Linked DNA regions of Mus musculus: region 2 is linked to region 1. Evidence: chromatin contacts called from public HiChIP or PLAC-seq data. All regions are on one chromosome and are shown on one strand. The core of a region is the stretch at or near the end of the contact, and the rest is flanking DNA. Distances in the headings are between cores, read along the strand shown. Region 1 overlaps Ttc33 (tetratricopeptide repeat domain 33). Region 2 holds the start of C9 (complement component 9).

Evidence for each region. HiChIP or PLAC-seq counts read pairs in DNA pulled down with a chosen protein or histone mark.
Region 2: a contact with region 1 is called in an H3K27ac HiChIP or PLAC-seq map of extraembryonic endoderm stem cells, with 6 times the contacts expected there. The contact joins the promoter of C9 here to the enhancer-like site in region 1. A contact is called at or near these places in 6 of 39 promoter capture datasets (the 3T3-L1 cell line, 3T3-L1-derived adipocytes, cranial neural crest and 2 more), 2 of 484 Hi-C or Micro-C datasets (bone marrow-derived macrophages and liver) and 1 of 115 datasets of contacts at active chromatin or transcription factors (extraembryonic endoderm stem cells).

The regions. Positions count from the first base shown.
Region 1 is chr15:5,198,815-5,201,514 of GRCm38.p6, reverse strand. The region is part of intron 2 of Ttc33 (tetratricopeptide repeat domain 33); the gene reads right to left. Among named protein-coding and RNA genes, the nearest start is that of Ttc33, 15 kb to the right of the region's middle. Within about 2 kb of position 1,449, at least 16 of the 459 cell types and tissues checked have an H3K27ac peak or open chromatin away from gene starts, as enhancers often do. A contact at or near this core is called in extraembryonic endoderm stem cells, where this site is marked.
Region 2 is chr15:6,444,050-6,446,749 of GRCm38.p6, reverse strand. C9 (complement component 9) reads right to left here and starts at 1,404. Exons shown (of 11, transcript NM_013485.3): 1 at 1,267-1,404. The coding sequence starts at 1,349.

The DNA of each region.
Region 1 (2,700 bases), core at 200-2,699:
CTAAGACAAGCAGATATCACTTACTGAAATTATACAGTTATGGGGATTAAACCACAAATCCACTTCCGGTATTTAAGCTGCTTATTTACACAGAAGCTTCTAATGAAGTCAGAAAGAACCAAACATCTATCTACACAAGACTAACTGAAACAGCAGGAAGGCGCTGATGCTGCAAGATGGTGCACACAACACTGGATAAAGGTCATTTCCAAAGCAAATTTACACAATGGTGCAGCATCTACTAGTACAAGAAACTTATAGGGTTTTACTGTACCAACTACAGTTACCCACTTCTAGTATCCTCTGTACACCCATAGAAAGAACAGTGCTTCTTAACCCCCACCCCCAATGCTATGACCCTTTATTACACTTCCTCAGGGTGTAGTGACCCCCAACCATAAAATTACTTCATTGCTACTACATATTTTTACTATTGTTGTGAACAGTAATTTAAATATCTGATATGTCATCTCTGTGAAGGGGTCATTCAAACCCCTCAAAGGGGTCACGACCCACAGGTTGAAAATCTGTACTAGAAAGTGAATTTTTCTGAAATATGTACAAAGTCACAGTTTTAATCTTCCAAGTTTGACTTCTGATAGAGGGATAATTAAATATATGTACTACCTATATTTTCATTCATTTCACACACATGTCAGAAAATTATAAGTCAACAGAAATCAATGTCACAGAATAATTTTGACCAAATAAAAGATAAAAAATAAGCCTCGTGATCATAGCAAGTTGTCTTGTCTTGGTTTTCATTCTTTGTGAATCTTATATCCTCTCATCTCCCCATCCCTTCATATCTACCCTCCACCATTGCAACCTCCCTACAAAAGAAAATAAGCTAAAATAGACACACACACACACACACACACACACACACACATATATATATCTTGTCATGGAGGCTGTAGTGTGTCAGTGTGTCACACAGTATATCCTTTTGTCTACACATCTTTACATGTATGGGTTCGTTGCAATGAGTCATTGGTCTGGTTTGAGGCCTCAGGCTTCTGCTACACTATCAACACTGGATCCTCACTGGGACTCCTCTCAGATATCCTGTTGTTGCTCTGTGTCCGAGAGGTCCTGGGGCTTTACATGTGCAGGACAGGCCTCTTCAGATCATAGACTGAGCAGATGCTGGGGTAGCCAGCTCAGAGCCCTGGATCTGGACCTTGTGGGGAGCTGAGTTGGTCAGCCCACCAGCTCTCCTGGGCTAGCCTCACCAGGCCAGGCTCTCCAGAACTGCTCTGGCTAGCTCACCCAAGGCCACAGCTGGCAAGGAGAAGGGTCAGTGTTCCCCACTGTCATGCCCTAAGGGCTGGGGGCTGGCTCCCCAAGGCCAGCTCTATTGTGCTGCCCAGGGGAGGGAAATGAAGGTCTGGCTATCCTGAGTGCTGCAGCCAGTGAGGGGAAGGGCTATCTCTCCTGCTGTCATGACTCATGCCTCAGGTGGGGAGAGGAGAGGCAGAAGAGGGCATCGCTCCTTCACCCATGCGCCTTATCTTCTCTTTGTTTGTTTGGTTGGTTGGTTGGTTTTGTTTTTCGAGACAGGGTTTCTCTGTGTAGTCCTGGCTGTCCTGGAACTCACTCTGTAGCCCAGGCTGGCCTCGAACTCAGAAATCCGCCTGCCTCTGCCTCCCGAGTGCTGGGATTAAAGGCGTGCGCCACCACGCCCGGTTCCTTGTCTTCTCTTTAATGATAAATCTGCCTATTTTAATGATAAGTCCACAAAATATGGAAATGGAAAAACATAAATAGAATTCACTCCTTCCCTTGAATTAAACCCAACCCCCTCTCTCATAAGAAAAGCCCCCCTTACCAAATGTGTTCTAGGAACATGCTAGCAAGACGGCTCTGCGGTAACAGTGCTTTCCCCAAGCCTGACGACCTGACTTTGATCCCTGAAATCTATAGGATGAAAAGGAAAAAACAAAATCCCACATGTTGCCCTCTGACATCTACATGTGAACAATGGCATGTGCCCACCATGTACATGTACCATAAATAAATAAAAATGAATCTGTACAAAATTATCCTGGTAAATATTGGTAATAGCACTCTCTCAGTAACACTTTAGAGAACAAATTGAAACTTTGAATCTGTTTCTGTGCCTGTTACAGGTTCTGTGCATGCAGTGGGACCGGCACTCAGCTCCCCTAACAGGGATCCACATTTCTGGAGGAGTGAGGTAAACACAGAGCAGTCTAGAGTGAAGATATTTATTATATTATGACATGGGATGATGCAGAACAAGCCACGACTAGAAAACTGCTGCCTCTGACTAGTCTGAAGCATTAGATTTCACAATTAAAATGTAACCTGGGCTAGAAATGGAGCTCACTGTCCTGACATCATTTCAGCCTATCTGGAGAATTTAAAAATGTAAGAGAATCTATCCTTGTGATTACTGAAGACTTTCACATCTATCAGATGAATATGCAAACTCTAAGAAGATTAATAAATTACATCCAGAAACTTACAATACAAAATATACATACACTAATCTAACGTATATCTCAGCAGAACATTAGAAATATGATTAATGAAATGGGAAATAGAGGGGAAATGCATGAGCCGCTCAAAAGCCAGAAGCGCCGATTTCTGGTTATGTACACATGCTTTCTGTGTGCCTCTCAGCAAAGTTACAGAGTACCAAACAGTCTGTTGCTACTATGCCTACTAAGTTTT
Region 2 (2,700 bases), core at 155-2,654, 1.2 Mb before region 1:
ATAGGCTTTGGTTAAACTTAGGGGAATTGAACTGGACACAGGACATGATTAATGCAGACGGAGGAAGAGTGTCCAGGCATGTGTTGGTGTTGGGGCAATTTTCTGTTCTGTCCTCAGAGAACAAGCTATAATGGACTACATGGGTTTGTGTCTTCTGTGATATTTACATGGAAGGAAGGGAGAGCTTCAAGCAGCCGTGATCTCTAGCACTTCTGGGTGCAGTGATGTGCAAGAGGCTTTTACTGTCCCCTTGATTTATTGGCTGGGTGTATTTGGCATGGTGTCACACTCTGTTTTCTGTTGCTGACACAGAATGCCTGATGTGGGTGATGCATACAGGAGAGAATTTTACTCTTCTCACAATTCTCATGACTACAAATTGCAAACAGGCATCTGGACAGGATTCCTGTGGTTGTGTCCTAACATGGTCACTAGAAGCAAAATGGGAAGTTCCTGTATTCAGAAGAGTCACATATGTAAGGAGACATGAGTTGGAGGAAGAACCTAGCCAGACAGATCTGCTAGGAGCCACTCCTGCTAGGCTTGGCCCATTCCTCAGAGATAGTCCATTTATGACTGTGGAATCCTGAGACCTTCTACCCCTTAAGAGCTCCACCACCTCTTTCTGCTGCCACACCAGGGGACTGAGTTTCCAGCACATGCAACCTCGGGGACACCCTTATACCTTATGGGTTTTGCAAACCCAAGAAGCATCGGATAAGAAGGAAATAAAGAGGCCGTGCTGGAAGCAGAACCATCGAAGCTGTACCATGGCAATTCTTGGGTAGAGCAAATAGACCCTCAGACCCAGGAACCAAAATGTGGACCACGGAATGGAATGTCACAGAAGAGAAGACAAGACAAATAGTTAGCCTTTGCTTAATGTGGGGGCCAAAGGGCCATGCAGCCAACAGTTAAAAATTATTAGGTTTTGAGATAAAGGACACAAATATTAACTTTCCTCATTGTGAATTTCTCAGCCCATAGACACTGATCAGCACTGATTTATCAGAAACTGGAGACAACCGTTTCTTTTTCCCTCTGATCCTAAATGTTTAAAGGAAATATCTTAGCATTAACATTTCAGTCCCTCCTTTAGCACAAACACCCAGAAGCATGAATACACTTGTTTAGAAAGTTGAAATCCTGGGTGTTGTATAGGTCACTGTTTAGCTTAACCTTTATTGTCCCTACTTTGCTGTTAAGCCCTGGACAGCAGATTCCACAGTAGAATTCCAGAGATAAACAGACAAGCTATGGACTCACCTGGAAACGGGTATTGGCATCTGTGCATTGACACCCAAGGCAAAGATGGCAAGGGCTAAGGTGATGGCCATGCCTGAGGCCATGCTGCTCCTCCTGGGGAGCCCTGGAGGCTTGCAAAGCATTCCTTTGCAGCCGGAGGACAAGGGGCAGTTCTGTTCTGGGTTTTGTTCATAGGTGTTGGCTTAGGCTAAGTGTCAAGGTCCAACCAATGGAGAGTCATTGTAATTCCTGACTGCTATTTTCCCTTATTGACAAAGTGTCATTATGCAATAAACCAAAAAAAAAAAAAAAAAATGCCAAGGTGGGGAAAAATTAGGAGCTGGGTTAAAAATAAAGCAACCAATAAAACAAAATCCTAGCAGTTCTTTCCTTGGGAGACTCTGGAAGGGAAGCTAAAGAGAGAGGTATAATTTGTGGGAGAGACCTATGGATTATTCTTATAGAGTCCTAGGCTCAGAATAACTACAGAAAGAACACAATGAAAGATGAGGCATAGGTGGGGGATATTCTAAGCACCTCTCCCTCTGAAAGTCAGATATGTGGCTTGTTTCCACCCAAGCAAGGTAACGTGTGGAAATGTAAGCTTTTTGTGTATAAGTTACACACCTCTTATATGTATATTTTTCTGAAAAATGCAAAGTAAGCACCACAAGGCTTTAGCAACAGCCACCAAATGGATTTGGCCTGATTATGATGGAAGCACACACCAAAAGGATAGGATTATCCTCTGCCATAAGGAACACTGCTTGCCTGACATCTCCACATTCTCCAGGGCCATTGAGAGGGAAAGGTTCTGGAAGCGCTGATGGGTGTGGACCGTGCAACCTCTCTGAGAGCACTGATTAGTCAGGAGAATGACCCAGGGATGTTGCAAGTGTGGAAGGCTGTTAGTCTTTATCTTACTCAAATTTAACTGACTGGGGCTTCTCAATTCTTCCTAATGTGTGGCTAGGGTTGGGACTTAGAATACACAATGGGTGTAGAGAGATATCTGATGTGTTGGAGGTTTGTGGGTAATATATTATGAATTTACAATGTCTCATGACACTCTTTTTATCTAGTGTTTTGTTTGTTTGGGGCAGGGTCTGATAGGGTAGTTCAGGCTAGCCTGAGACTTGCTGCAGCCCTTCTGCCTAGACCCAGTTGCTACAGTTACAGGTATGAGCACATACCCAGCTGTTCCTAGCAGTTTTGTTTTGTGGAGGCAGATTTGCCTCAAACCCTCCCCTTGCATAGTTGAGGATGACCTTCAACTCCTGATCATTCTGTATCCATTCCCCAAGGATGGAGACTGCAGGCTTGCACCAAGTTGCATGGCTCCCTGATACAGTTCTTAAGAGACATTCATAGAAAATGATTAATTACAATAGAGCAAATCTTGAATATTAGCATAGGCAAAGGTAAAACAGATGTCTGTCTGGTTGGTGGGATGAC